Linked DNA regions of Danio rerio: region 2 is linked to region 1. Evidence: chromatin contacts called from public HiChIP or PLAC-seq data. All regions are on one chromosome and are shown on one strand. The core of a region is the stretch at or near the end of the contact, and the rest is flanking DNA. Distances in the headings are between cores, read along the strand shown. Region 1 holds the start of mtdhb (metadherin b). Region 2 holds the start of psmc4 (proteasome 26S subunit, ATPase 4).

Region 1 (7,801 bases), core at 1,236-3,735:
ACAGTCCAGAGGGACAATAATGCGCTTCATCACACGACAGACGCTGATTGGGTGGTAATATCAACAAAGACCCACAACAGACGAACTAAAAGCGGCCTGGAGCTTCAAATACCCGCCGCGGACTCACAGAAACTCGCGTCTCTTTTTTTCAACCGTTATTTTAGTTCTTCTTCTGCGTTTGGAGCTCGTTGCGGGGTTGAGTGGGCGAGCGCCACCTGCCGTTTGCTTCATAAGTTGCAGGCGCCACTTCAAATGCTGCCATAGCCCAGCACATAGGACTGTATTTAGCTGCCCAACTTCAGGATGTCCTGTTCCTGTATCACTGACAAAAGATTTTATAAGAATCTTAAATGTACAACAAAAACATAGATTTAATGCCACGAACACTGGATAAGAACAGTTCTTGGAGAGTAGGGAGGGTTGTACCAGTGATTCACTTCGCAGTCCGAACTATTCAACGTAATTTTCGAAGGTCAGATTTGGTAGCTGAGCTAAACCGGACCGTTATTGAAGTGCAGAGGACTGATTCAATGATGGAAGTGTGTTTTATATTCTGTTTTCTTTCAGTCAATCTGTCTTTAATTATTTGTTTCATTGGCAAAGGAGGGCTAATTAGTCTGGAAAAGCTCAGAGAAAAAAATAATGCTAAAAAATGCAATAAAAGTAAATATTTTATTATATTCATAATTTTTTTGGATGGTTTAGCTCCTTATTTATCAGGGGTCACCACAGCAGAATGAACCACCAACTACTCTGGCATATGTTTTACACCATGTTTTACCCACTTTGAAGTGGGAAACTGAACATATACCGTGGGTATGGAAACGATTCAGACCCCCTTGAATGTTTCACTCTTTGAGCTGCCATTTAAATAGTGTTGTGTATGAACTTTGGTCAGTTATTATTAAACTGAATCAGCCTTAAACGGAATTATGCTAATAAATGACTATTTGTATTTGCCTCACTGATTAAGTTTGCATTATTATATATCCTGTTTATTGTTGTAATCATGTGAAGCTTCTTTAAACTAACACTTAAGTGCAATCAAATAATATTATCTTACTTTAACTCGTCTTTTTTATTGATCGATATTAGCCAGAGAGCCACAGCACCAAAAACATAGAATCATTAGACATCAACTGCTCCAAATCTAGCAGCAGAACACAATCTGCTCACCTTTTCTTTCTCTCTGAATTAATCAATATAATAATATTCAAAGTAAAAACACAAAACAAAATCAATTTATAATAATAATAATAATAATAATAAGATAAAAAAACATGATAGAACAAACACATATTATGCCTTACAACAATACAGGAAAATATATAAATACAAATATGCAAAGGGGACAAGGGTGTGTGTGTATGTATATATATATATATATATATATATATATATATATATATATATATGTTTGTGTGTGTAACGTGGACAATCACGCTACTAATGAATTAATTGTGAAGATTATTGCACTTATATTATAACACTTTCCCATCTATTTTATCTGTTTATTTTATCAAGCTTTTTTAACCTTCATCTATGACGTATTGCTTTCATTTAGGATTTTTCTTTAATTGTTTCATTCATTTATTTTCATCTCAGCTTAGTCCCTTTATTAATCTGGGGTCGCCACAGCAGAAGGAACCGCCAACTTATCCAGCATATGTTTTATACAGCAGAGGCCCTTCCAGTTGCAACCCAGCACTGGGAGACATCCACACTCATACACGGACAATTTAGCTTACCCAGTTCACCAATACCACGTCTTTAGACTTGTGGAAGAAACCCGAGCACTAGGAGGAAACCCATGAGAACACCAGCATCCTTCTGTGAGGCTATACTGCACCACCATGACAACTCTAGTTAAGTCTATTTAATATATTTTCATTATCCCAATAAAAATAAACTATAAACTAAAAAATTAAAATGGTTGCTAATAAAATTTGTTGGAAACTATATGAAGAGTTTAGATGCAAAGACAATGTGAAATTTTCCACTAACAGTTGTTTTTCTCAGCCTCCTATATGTTTATGTTGTTATTTTACTTTAAATGCGATTTATGAAATGCAACTTATTCTTTGCACTACAAGTAAAATTACTGAAACAACACACAACAGTTTAAGAAAAAAAAATGCTAATTTTAGATGAAAATTTCGGTCTGCACTGAGGTTTTTGCATCTTAACTCTTCATATGGGAATAGCCAAGAGCATGGAGTATAGTTGTAAAACACATTCATTTCTTGTAGCATTGACCAAGAAACTAACATATAAATCACTAGGAATAATCTTAGCCTGGTTCTTGCGAAAATAAATCCCCATAGTAACTTAATTTAGCCTGCTTTCATGCAACTGAGTAAAGGCTAAATTCAGCCAGGATAGCCTCAAAATCCCAGCTTTTTCCCCTCAAATGCACTCCAGGCCAATAAGGGGAGCTTGTCTGCGAATCGGTTCACTTAGCCTCGGCCAATGACCGAACAGAAGCAGCCGTAATCGGCGGTGGCACGCTGGGGGCAGGCGACTGGCACAGAGATGCATTTTCCTGTATGATTAATCTTAAAGAGTTGATTTTGTGAATGATTGCACGCCGGTGCCAGCACAATAGATTGCAATGGCACCGGGTTGGCAAGAGATCGCGTCGCAGCATGTGGAGCAGATAACGGGATATGTCAGAGAAAGCCTGTCCACCGGCCTCGTCTATCTGAAGTCTGAGCTGGGAATAGACTTGGGCTTGAATCCTGATCTCTGCGCTCCATGGCTGCTGCTTTTAACGGCCTGGGCCGGTCTGGTTCTCCTGCTGGTCTTATGGGTGTCCGTTTGTCGCGGTTTCTCCAAAAGACTCGCAGGGACAGAGACCGGAGACTCCGCCGAAAATACGGGTCCAGCGCAACCGGTGAAAAAGGCAGATGAGCCCAAGAGGAGGAACAGAAAGAAGAATGCAGAGAAGGTTTGACTTGCGCCTATATTTACCGCTTGTCTGGGATGGATTTCGAATCATTTCTGGTGACTCGGTTCTTTTGAATTCGTTGACGTAAACGATTCATTTGCTGCAGGTGTCGTCGTTACGTGCCTGTAGGTGGAGACGAGTGAGTCATTGAATCGTTTTCATATATATAAAAAAATAATAATCATTGAGTCGTTCACGGCCGCATCAGGATAAATGTATAGTTAACCCAAAATGGTAACTAACGTTAACTCACCATTTTATTGCTTCCAAACCGTAATGCTTTTCTTTATTTCTTGTCTAACACAAAATATATTTTAAAGAATGCTGGTTACTGTTAAGCATTAATGTGTATACTGAGTAAAAAAATACAACGGAAGTGGTTTACTACTAGTTTCCAACATTCTTCAGATGTTCTTCTTTTGTGTTTAACAAGACAGACACTGGTGACTTGAATTGTTTTCATTCATTTATATAAAACAGGGGTGTCCAAACGCCCTAAATTTTAAGTAGGGGAGCGCGGGTCACAAAGTAATGTGGGGTAAAATGTAATAAGTTTTAAGGTATTTGCTCAGGGTTAACCATGGCATGCTTCCGAGGTTTTCACCATAGTGTCGGCAGATGTCTTCCTGCCAATTACTGAAAAAGTTCGGCGAAATTTGGATGAGAAACTCAGGTGAAACCATTTTTGGAGCATAAACCGTTTTTATTAGTCAATTTTTTTTATTTAAAAAAAATCTGTGAAATATGAACGTGAAATCTTATATTGTTGTGATCACCGTCTTCTAGGCTAAAAGATGAAACCATTTTGAAAGATGTAAGAAACACACAGTGACTATTTGCCAGTTTTGAAGAAAACACGACACAGCGGGGTTAGTTGTAACAGGGTGTTACAATTAAGCCACACACTGTTGGACACCAATTAAACTAACACAATATTTTTTTAATTTCGAGTGTAATGTTGCAAACTTTAAATAAAATGATTTTAAAAATATTTTTATTGCTGATACGACAAATAAAAGCATTTATATAATAATGGATAATAATCCAAATGTGTTTATCCAATAAATAAATAAACATACTGTACTATGTACAATAAAAAAAATAATTGAGCTAGGCACAGAGCAAATATAGCTACTATTTAAAGTAAACTGGATTTAAATTAATTATGTGTAATCTGCCTTTATAATCATGTGTTACAACTAACCTCATCTGTCACAACTTGCTCTCCAGGTGGGGTAAATAGTAACATTTTTACTCCTGGCACTTTTGGCAACACTGAACAGAAACAATAGGTCCGGCGATCATACTTTCAGTGCTCATTTGAAGGAGAGGCTTGTGAGTTGTTGGTAAAAAAACAAAACAAATGGTTTGTCTAACCCCATTACTTTATTATTTGACCAAAACCAAAAAGTGTTACTTTGTCTCCCACTCTCCCCTATACCTTGAAAAAGCTTAAGTAACTGGTTCAGGTGTGTCTAATTGGGGTTGTAGCTAAACTTTGTGGGACACCCCTGACATAAAAGATTGACTTCCTGCAAGTGTCATCGTTTTGCTTGTATATAGAAGCCCGTTCCATAAATAAAAAAACAAATAAATACAATGTTTAAAAAAATGATGAAGTCAGAATTCTGAGTTATAAAGTCGCAATTCTGAGTTATAAAGTCACTTTTTGTCAAGTGTGATTAGATTCTATTAAAATAGAAAACATTTTTACTACTAGAAACTTGTTATATTTACAGACTGTTGTCACACAACTGTTTAAACCCCTTATAAAAAGTCTTTTTTTTTCATAATAGGTCCCCTTTAAAAGAGTTTGTTAAAAACAATGATTCATTCACATTTGAAACAGCATTTTCTATTCTCAGATGATCTATTTAACACCTGTCAAAACGAATTAAAATATATCAATCAATGGATATGGGTAACATTTATTACATGCATTAATAGCCATATCACCTGCAGGCCAAGAACGGTTACTCACTGAAGCTAAGCAGGGATAAGCCTGTTCAGTATCTGGATGGTAGACCACATGGGAAAACTAGGTTTGTTAGGGCTGTTGGAAGTGGTGTTAGTGAGGCCAGCAGGGGGCGCTCAACGTGTGGTCTGTGTGAGTCCTAATGTCCCAGTATAGTGAAGGGGACACTATACTGTCAGTGAGCGCAGTCTTTCAGATGGGATGTTAAACCGAGGTCATGACACTCTGTGGTCATTAAAAATCCCTATGGCACTTCTCGTAAAGTGTAACCCTGTTGTCCTGGGCAAACTCCCTCCATGTGCCCTTACCCATCATGCCCTCCCAATCATCCCCATCCACAAAATTGGCTGAATCACTGTCTCTCCACTCCACCAATAGCTAGTGTGTAGGGAGCGCACTTGTCCTGTGGCTGCCGTCGCATCATCCAAGTAGATGCTGCACACTGCACCCCCCATAATTGTGAAGTGCTCTGGATGCATGGCCATACATGATAAATGCGCTGTATAAATAAAAATACATACATTGCATTACATTGATACCCGTCCTATTGCCTTTCCTTTAAAAAGTTTGTTTTTGAAATGTCTCACAGAAAGCACAGAGGAATGGACTTGCTGTTGAACCACAGGAGGAGGTTAAAACGGCAGACGATCAAGAACTAGCAGAAGTGAGGGCTGACAAGGTAATAAAATGCCCTGCTTCATTTTCTTTGACATTTAAAAGGATAATTCACGCAAAAATGTAAATGGTTATTCATTCATACTGATTCCTTTTGACTGTAGGGAAAGAAGAATAAGAAAAAGACAAAAGCTTCTGCAAAAGAGAAAAAATCCTCCACATCTGTTGACGGCAAAGAGCCTGATGAAGGTACGTTATGAAATTTGATTAATACGATTCCTACACTTCATAAATAGTTAACAGAATTAATAGAGATCAAATACCTATTATTAGATAAGTAACTGATTGTGTATTTGTTTTTTTTTTTACATACTCGTTGAATATACTGTACTTTATTTACTTTGCAAAAAATGTGTGTAATTTAGCTAATTAAAATGTTTCTCATTGTAACAGTAATGTTTTTTGTTACCCAAAAAAAAGCACAAATTGTCAGCATATTAGAGCATAATTATTTGATGATATGCAATTTTAACTATAGGATTTAGTGTGCTCACTTTTTATTTAATATATTTCATGATCAGGATATGCAGGTTTCATTTTGTCATAATTTGACTTTGTTAGTTACTTTAAACTTTAGACACCTTCCTTTTAATATCCTCTTTCCTCTTAATATCCTTTTTCAAAAACAAAATCTTAAGAGGGCTAATAATATTAATTGAATCATTTGAAAGAAAACTTCTATTCCAGCCAAACTAAAAGAAACAACACTTTCTCCAGAAGAAAAAAATAAAGGGGGGGAAACTTTCTCTTTTAAAGAGCCCCGTTTATGGGTTTTTGAAAATGACCTTCCATGCAGTGTGTAACACAGCTCTAAGTGAAGTGGAATATCCAGCTAAGGCTTAAATATAAAAGTGCACCGTGTTTAAAACTATTGATTAATTTATAAAAGAGTCGACTCAGAGTGGATCAAACGGTTGAATCATGCCGCAAAGACGCTATGCTCTAAAGTGTTAGGGTAAAGTTAGGGTTATTTTTCTACCCAAGGATGATGCTGTGAAGAGTCAGTCGTTGAAGTTTATTTCTGCAAAAATACATCAGCATTATATCCCCAGCCTTGTGCTGTGTTCCCGTCATTTTTCTGACGAGTGCTTCAGGAATCTACACGCTTACAACGGGGCATTCGTCAGCCGTTTGTTAAAAGAGGGATCAGAAAAGACTATTGATGTATGGGACTTTTTCAGAGCTTGACAGAAACTTTATCAGTACACAGTTCATGGATCAGTTTCCTCCTCAATTTCAAAAGTGCAAGTAACTTAAATATAATTAAAATGGCTGCCGCCTCGTTTTCTCTAGCTTGCCAAATATGTATTCAATTGTGTTTTTTACACTTGTAACCGCTCCACGCGGCTTGTACTATATCTGGTTAACTCTTTATATTCTCATATTGCATCTAAAACCATGTTAAAAACGTGACGTGTGCCGATTTGTTTACTGATTTAAATGAGTTTGTGAGCTCGCGATCCACTGCTGTTAATCATTGCTATGGCCACCATTAGCAAGTTTCAGAAAAATTTAGCTTTTGCCACTGTGTGGATTAATACTGAACGCGTGTCGTTGTTTTTACTTATAATAATATGCTAGTGTTTAACTGCATTGCTTTAATGCACTTCTGCACTCCGACTACTACAAAGTTGTTGATAATCCGTGGTGGGCATTTCTCTGTCTCACGCTGAACACAGTCGACTAATTACAACATACTGGGTCATCGGACCAATCAGCGCAGATTAGCATTGTGCTAAGGAGGGGTTTGGGAACAAATGAATCGCTGAATTAAATGGGAATTAGGTAAAAATAAATGTATATTATAAGACAATGAAAGTGTTTTTTGACTGTGCATGCAGATCAACTTGTTGTTGCAGTCCCCCAAATCCTAAATATGACATTTTTAATGCAAATTAGGGGCTCTTTAAACATCAATTGGGGAAATATACAAAAAAAAATTTTTTTGAATAATTGAAATTGAACAGGAGGCTTAATATGATCAAACTGTCTATACTAGATGTCGAATTTTACATTTTAGGTTGATTCATTTGTATTTACTCAATAACAAAGACTCATCTAAATGTAATTACCGCCAGGCTGCTCTTACAATAAAACATAATTTGTTGGAATGTGGAAGTTTAAATACAATAAGACAATTTTTTATAAGGAGAGTACTTGGACATTTTAAAAAGGTACCACCAGGAAGAATCTTAAATTATTTA
Region 2 (7,801 bases), core at 2,451-4,950, 88 kb after region 1:
GTTAAAAGAATATTTGTTCTTTAAAAGCTGCAGCCTTCACTATCCTACTTGTAGTTCATGGTGAAGCCGGTTAATAGTTTTATGGGATAATATCTGGGAATAACATGCTTTGGAGCATCCTGATTGACCAATCCGAACCAAGAATTCCAGAGATCCATGAAATGATTTAGAATGAAGAAATGTATGTTTAAGAATACCTGAAGTGAGCATCATGATGCTGCTGTCTGCTTCTGGAGGCAGAACGTCCACCAGAGCATTGCTGTGCTTGTGCAGAGCAACAGAGGCATTGGGCTTCAGCAGCTCTCGGTCAATTGTGCTCAGAATTCGAACATAGTAATTAGAGCCTGCGGAAAAAAGCCATGTTATTATTCAGAGATGAATCAATTAGATTTTGTAAAGCAACTGGCAGAGGATTTCATCCAAAGCAACTTAAATTTAGGGCAGGAAGATTTTGGAGAAACACAGTATTATGTTGTTGTGCCTTTGTTTTGACTTGAATATTTGTAGAGAAATTAATAATTCTAATGTGAGTGAGGTCATTTTGTGAGGGTGCTTAATTGCAATGAAAATAAACAAAGTAAAATAATATATTATTGCTACTTGCTTTCATAAAGCATATTACCTACTGATGTGACCAGCTCAGTATAATTATGAATCATTTTTAAGAGTTTCCTGCCATTGAAAAGAATAGATTATTAAACAAAACAACAAATTATTGCAATGACATTGGCTGAAAAAAAAAATTATTTAAAGAATTAAAAACTTTTTTTTAAACTATTTTTTAAGTATTTTGCAAATATACTCTGTGCTTTCTAAGAGGTTGTATTCATTGACATGCACACAGTCAATATTGGTTTGTAAATACTGTAAACACTCAATACTGGTACTGCATTAAATTAAATGGCAATCAGCATGATGTGATCCTCATGGCACAACATTAAAATAACTTTATTCTGATGTATTTTGATGCAGCCCTGCTTCTTTCGTCAACAGTTAAACCATCCCCTCCATCATATACAGATCAATCTTCTGACCTGTGGTTGAGCCCACAATAGCTGTATTCTGGTCGACGGCCTCCAGGAACTGCCCAATGACCAAAGGGATGCTTTGTATCCTCTTCACCTCCTCTTGGGCATGAAGGAACTCCTTCTTGAGATTCTTCTGTTCATCTTTAATGTATTCCTCCTGCACCTCCAAAAACTCCAACTCCTGCTGCAACTTCTGCAGTGTGCAAATGAGAGTCAATTAATAAGCGTGGTGGTGCGGATATACAATGGTTTATATTGTGAAAGACAAGAAGCATTTATACTGCATCTTACCTTCATAATGCATACAACAGCAGTACAGTTTTTCTTATTTCATGACCATTTGATCATAAATAATTTTAATTTTATAATAGTCAATAACTTAACTAAAACCATATTGTATATAATAAGCAGTTTGTCAATGAGTAATTGAGGAGAAGTGTAAACTAACTCACACACATTATATACAAATTGTTTTCCTAACAGAAATGTTTATGTATCTCTTATATGTCTAAATACACTTGGGGTTCGTACTTCGTACCTCACTGAAATGATCTAAGATGATGTGACCGATCCTGGATCTTTTAATCTTGATAACCGATCTCTGGCTAATTTATGAAATCATAAATGATCATTATAAAATGATGATCAGCAATGCAACAATTGGCTGACAGCACAGCAGTGTAATGACATCAGCTAATTAATTTTAAATTATCCATGTGAGCAATAAAACTCGTATAAACAGTTTGTTAAATGTGACAAGCAATAACTTTCCACCTTTGTTGTGGACTGCAGGCGTTACACTTTCATGTGTCGAGTATTTTGCAATTTATTTTGTTTACATTGAAGTCGGATATTCTTTATTATAGTAGCCTATTCAAGTTTTTTAATCGGCGCAAGGAATATTTGGCTGTTTAAATTTATTTTGCATCAACAAAGCATTTTGATATTGGTAAAGGTGTCAGCAACTTTTGCAAAGCATCAAATCACCGTCATATTGGCTGTCAAAACATGCATTTTGACTGCATAAATTATTATTCCTTTAAAAAAAATAAATAAACTGTTGAATATTGTGCATGTCTATTATCATACACAAATTGTACTAAAGCTGGTACATTAAAATAGTACACATTTGTGTCTAAAAAGTCCATATTAATAAAACCCTAATTAATAAATAATAATACTGATAAATAATTCCCTTTAGGGGGAACCACCTTGTGACAGTTTTTGCACTTTTATTGTGAAGTGCAGATTGAATTTTTAACTATCTATCTATCTATCTATCTATCTATCTATCTATCTATCTATCTATCTATCAACTTTTTACTGTTTTTCCAAGTGTATACACCTACTACTGTAAGAAAATATCAGCATTCGGTACATACTTTCAGTATTACCTTTGCTTGAAATGACCCGATCTAATTCTGTTTATATGAAATAAGCCTGCTGCCGGAATGGTTTGTGCTACCAGAACTGCTATGACGACAACAACTCTCAGATAAGTTTTGTATAACGAAATGATCCTGGATCGTGTAAAATCTTCAATAACCAAATCCAGCTAATTGAGTAATCCACATACAAACAACGGACCCCTGAAGGTTAAAAAAAGAAAGAAAGTATAAAAACCTTATATATGCTGTAAAGATCCTCCAGATCTTCTGGTTCTGGTGCCAAGAAAGACAAGCCGGTCTGTGGCCTGGAATTCAGCAGGGCCGGCACATCATCCTGGAAAAAAACAAATAAATAAAAAACATGTAGAATCAAAACATTATTACAGGAACATTAATCTGAATTAAACCTGAAACATTTCAATTAAATCTAAACGTCATGAACTTTTTTTTAATAAAAAAATTCTTAAGTCCATATTCTTTCTGTTGCTGTTCTTTATTAAATTAAAAAATCTAAGCTTTAGTATGGCTTTTATGTATAAAAACAAACGACATCTAAACGAGTATCACACAGAATTTACAAGTAACAAAATCCAGTAATGCATTGATTTAGTCAAACCGTTATCGTCAAAAACACTCATGTCAATAACATACATATTATTATATACATGTGTTCATTCGAATTCGATAGCATTACCAGCATACTGTTATGGTGTAACTGTTAAAACACAGGTTAGTACATATCTAACGATATATCTAACGTAACTAACTCACAAACACAGCTCATTGCTATGCTAACGTTACATGGCTAACCAAGACCTCAACTGATGTTTCATTTTGCAACACAAATATATGAACTTCATGTCAGTATTTTTGTAAAATATACATATACAGAACAAACATGGGCAAAAGAAAATATAATTTGACAGGCTCACTGTGATCTGGCTATCTGCTATAAATCGAGCACACATGCTAACATTAGCCGCTGTCAGAGAATGGCATGACTGAGCATTTGCTGCTAGCTGAATGAATCGGCATCTTCTCATCAGTTATTTTACGCTGCAGACACGTGTTCTTGTCATATATGGGCATTGTTTGCATATACTAGAAACATTTATATATGATCAAACTGTTTAGGCCAGCCTTGTAAGAGTAAAATTGTTAAAATTACATCATAAGATCTCACCTGAGGTTTCTCAACCAACACTCCACCGTCCTCCATGTTTGCTTGTAGCACATGACGTCACGACGTGGGATGTAAATCAATTTCCGCAAATAACCACCGGGTCCTAAAGGCCACCTCTCAATCTCTGCTTTGTTGACAGGTTGACACATTTTGAAGAATGATATAGACATATTTATTAGGCAGCGATGTTAGTAAATTGCTCAAAATTACAGTAATGATTAAATGTCTAAATACTCAATAATATATGCTATTAATTTGAGTTTTTTCCATTAAAGAATCCCAAGCATAAGTTGCATAAATATGTATAGCATGGTTGTCACAAAACATTATGCATTCTTTTACATTATTATAAATATTTTCAAAATAAAACAGCCTTTTTCAACTTTTTTTTAAAACTGCTTGTAGTTTTTTTAATATCTGTGTGTGTGTGTGTGTGTGTGTGTGTGTGTGTGTGTAAACAACAGTGATATCTTGAATAATGTACCAAATCAATGCATTTGCATTGGCAATGCATTTTGTTTATTCATTCATTTTCCTTCAGCTCAGTCCCTTTATTCATCACCGTATAGCACCCAAAGGATGCCCACATGAACGAGGAGAACATGCAAACTCCACAGAGAATTGCCAACTGACTTAGCCAGAACTCAAACCAGTGACCTTCTTGCTGTGAGGCGATTGTGCTAACCACTGTCAATGTGTCGCCATCCTTTTCTTCATCTTTTATCATATTACACAATTGTGTTTTGTTTTTTAAGCCTATGTGTGTTTTTATTTTTAGAATAATTTGACTCTAAATCTGGATGAAACAAGCATGTTCTCCTGCTTCAAAACATAAAATTTATTAACTTCATTAAGCAGATATTTCTGAAGCTGACCATTTCAATGTGGCGATGTCATTGGCCAATAAGCATTTCCTGCTTGTTGTCAAACTATTTCATGTAACAAGAGGCAATTCAGTCATGTCTATTGTAAAAAAGCTGCCATAACATTATTTATTATCACTATGTGGCTCTTTCTGGATTCTCTGAGGCTACACTGTAAAGCCCAAAAAGTTAAGGTGACTCAAACCATTTGAGGAAAACGATTGCTACAAACCATTTAAGTTAAAAAACTAATCTATATGAGTGCTGTGAACTTACTTCATTTGAGTTGAAGTAATGAGGTATTAAATTAACTCATTACCTTCAACATTAAGTTCAAAACTCTTTTTAGATAATTAGAATTAACTTTCAGTCAGTTTTTCGTTAACGACACTCATTTCATTTCATAAAGTTGACTGCTGGGTTTTACAGTGTATAGAAATTAAAAATGTAAAACAGGAAATAGGTTAGGACCATTATTATTGTTTCCCTCAAAATGATCTTGTATACTTTGACACATATGAACAAAGCTGAAGTTTAAATTCAAAAAACATCTCTTGCTTTGCTTTAAAAAAAATATATTTTTATTTGTAAAAATGAAAAATGGAGTCTCCCTAGAACACAAACTGTTTATAGAAAACAAGAGGAGACATTAAGAGACCTCTAACTCCCTTAAGCCTTCTAATATTATAACCAAATGTAATCAAAATGTACACATAATAACTACATGCATTCTGCCTTTTACACGTTATTTTCATTAATACCAATTGCTATCTGTTTAACAGGCTGACATATTGCTAGGCTGCATTGTTAACATTATCTTTGAGTATAATAAGTATATAACTGTCAAATTAAATGATCAGTTTTTTTATCTATGTCCAGCGATTGAACCTTTTAAAGCTATAGGTGAAATTGAAATGGTGAATTGACATGTTTCTTGATGGTTTGATGTTTAATGGACAACAAAATTATTTTCTTGAAGCTCAAAGAACTGTTTAGTTAAATACACAAAGACATTTTAAGATCATTACAACATTTGAAGATCAATAAATGCACACATATATTTTTTCAATAATCAATTTATTGATGCACAAAGGAAGATTTGTAGCAGTTCTGTAAACTCAAAAACAGACTGCAGAGGGGAATCTTGACAGCAGAAGTGGGTTACTTTTTGCTGGCTGAGCCCTCTTTGTCCTGACATCCTCATCCTCAAATGGACACTGAAAACACATGAGAACTTTAATCACAACACCACAGACACATTGGTTAGTTTCAGAACAGGCATATTAGTGAACAGAGGGACACGTACAGACTCACGCTTGTTCACTAGTCGACTTGTAAAGCCTGGCAGTCTGGGTAAGGAAAGTTGAGACTTCACTTTCAGATCAGACGAACATGAAGGGAGTTCATCGAAAGGCTTTACAGAAACACAGCTTGGCTTCAATACAGACAAGCGTGTGGGAGCAGCAACATGATGCTGGCGGAGAGGTGTAGGTTTGACCATCCTCACTGCTGGACTCCCAGAATGTGCCAGAGGAGATGAAGAGCGGTCAACACCGGCGTTCAGGTCAGACAGAGGGAAGCTGATGTTTTTCAGTGACACTTCCGTCTTGTGTTTAGGAGAGCTCATGCTGCGTTCTGGAGGTCCGTTTGTGAAGCTCTGCTTGTTGACAGGCTTCACATGAACTCGGTGTGGCTCCAGAAGAGGCAGGTTTGAGCACACAGCAGCTGACTGCCGGTGGAGAGGCAAGCGTTCATCCATCCTTACTGCTGTACTTCCAGATAGAGGCAGAACAGATGAGGGCCGGTCAACACGGACATTCAGGCCAGACACACATGAAGGGAAGGGGAAGTCTTTCACTGAGACCTTCCTCTGAGTGTTAGAAGTGCTCGCTCTACACTTAGGAGGTCCATCAGTGAACTTCTGTCTACTGACAGGTTTCACAGGAACACCTTTTGCCTTTACAACAGGCACATCCTCCTTCATCTTCATCTCAACGCTGTCATTCAGATCAGACACACATGCAGGGTAGCTGATGTTTCTCACTGAAACCTTCACCTGATGTTTTGGAGGTCCATCTGTGAAGCTCTGCTGGTTGACAGGCTTCACATGATACTTGGACTCCAGAACAGGCGGGTTTGAGAGCACAGCAACAGACTGCTGGCGGTGAGGCGTATGTGTGTCCATCCTCACTGCTGGACTCCCAGAATTAGGAGAATGGTCAACACTAGTCAGGTCAGACGGGTAGCAGATGTCTTTCACTGAAACCTTGATCTGAGGTCTAGGAGCGCTCACTGCTCTAGTTTTCAGATGTCCATCTGTGAAGATCTGCTTTTTGACACACTTCACAGGAACAGTTTTTGGCTTCAGAGCAGGCAGGATTGAGCGCCTGGCAATCAGTTGCCGACAGAGAGGAGTAAACTGGTCAATCCTCAGTGTTCGACTCCCAGAACGAAGCTGAACAGAGGAGGAAGGCTCAACACTGGCATTTAGGCCAGACTCAGAGGAACCACAGCTGATGTTTTTCGCTGAAACCTCCATATTTGTAGGACAGTTCGCTCCTCGATGTTCTGGGGGGTGTGGCAGGACCTGACTAGAACTTTTTTGTTTTTTGAACCACATATTGACAGACTAAAGTCAAGATTTTATCGCAACAAAAGTAGCTTGAACGTGCCGTAAGCAGCGATCACGAGTGAAATGCGGTGAAACTCTCGTTCTGATGATGATGTAAATGTTCTTTTAGAATGTTCGCGTCATTTCAAGCTCGTGACGTTCTTTCAGACATCATCTTAAATCTCATTAAGTATATTTAATAATATATAAGTGTTAAAATATACCCTGAACGCATATTTTGCACCTCGGTTTTAATACCGCAGTCAGATTTGTATCTGACTCGCATAAGTGAAATTGTGGCTCCCTCTAGAGGTAAAATTCGGCTTTTGCTAGCTCAGATTTTATATTGGCTCAGACACGGTTGCAGCCGGTAGTTAAGAATTAAATTATGTATTAAATTTCCCATGAATTGTATTTTATTAACGTCTACCCCTACCCCAAGCCTAAACCCAAGCGTCATAGTAATGTAAAGACAGTAGTTGTACGAGTTGTTGAGTATTATTTATGTTACTTATTAAATTACCCAATAAATCCAATAAATAAACCCTTAATGCAACCGTCACAGTGGTATAAAAATATGAATTATTGCTATACAGTGTCACAAAATGATGCTGTTTTAATCTGATCCGAAGCTGTATCTTCTCTAGACTTAGCTTCTCATGTATCTTCTCAAAACAGTAATAAAAACAATAATAATCAGTATATTTACAATTATTCATTTATAATAA

Evidence for each region. HiChIP or PLAC-seq counts read pairs in DNA pulled down with a chosen protein or histone mark.
Region 2: a contact with region 1 is called in an H3K4me3 HiChIP or PLAC-seq map of gastrula embryo, with 2.5 times the contacts expected there. The contact joins the promoter of psmc4 here to the promoter of mtdhb in region 1. A contact is called at or near these places in 1 of 18 Hi-C or Micro-C datasets (caudal fin) and 2 of 4 datasets of contacts at active chromatin or transcription factors (embryo and gastrula embryo).

What each region holds. Positions count from the first base shown.
Region 1 is chr16:46,135,982-46,143,782 of GRCz12tu, forward strand. It overlaps mtdhb (metadherin b), which reads left to right and starts at 2,486. Exons shown (of 12, transcript XM_073926541.1): 1 at 2,486-2,947; 2 at 5,512-5,601; 3 at 5,702-5,786. The coding sequence starts at 2,612. The region is part of intron 3 of cep85 (centrosomal protein 85); the gene reads right to left.
Region 2 is chr16:46,222,522-46,230,322 of GRCz12tu, forward strand. It overlaps psmc4 (proteasome 26S subunit, ATPase 4), which reads right to left and starts at 3,701. Exons shown (of 11, transcript NM_199750.2): 1 at 3,600-3,701; 2 at 2,652-2,750; 3 at 1,035-1,221; 4 at 198-344. The coding sequence starts at 3,635. It overlaps si:dkey-199f5.7, which reads right to left and starts at 7,034. Exons shown (of 2, transcript NM_001128816.1): 1 at 5,769-7,034; 2 at 5,547-5,679. The coding sequence starts at 7,001. The coding sequence ends at 5,581.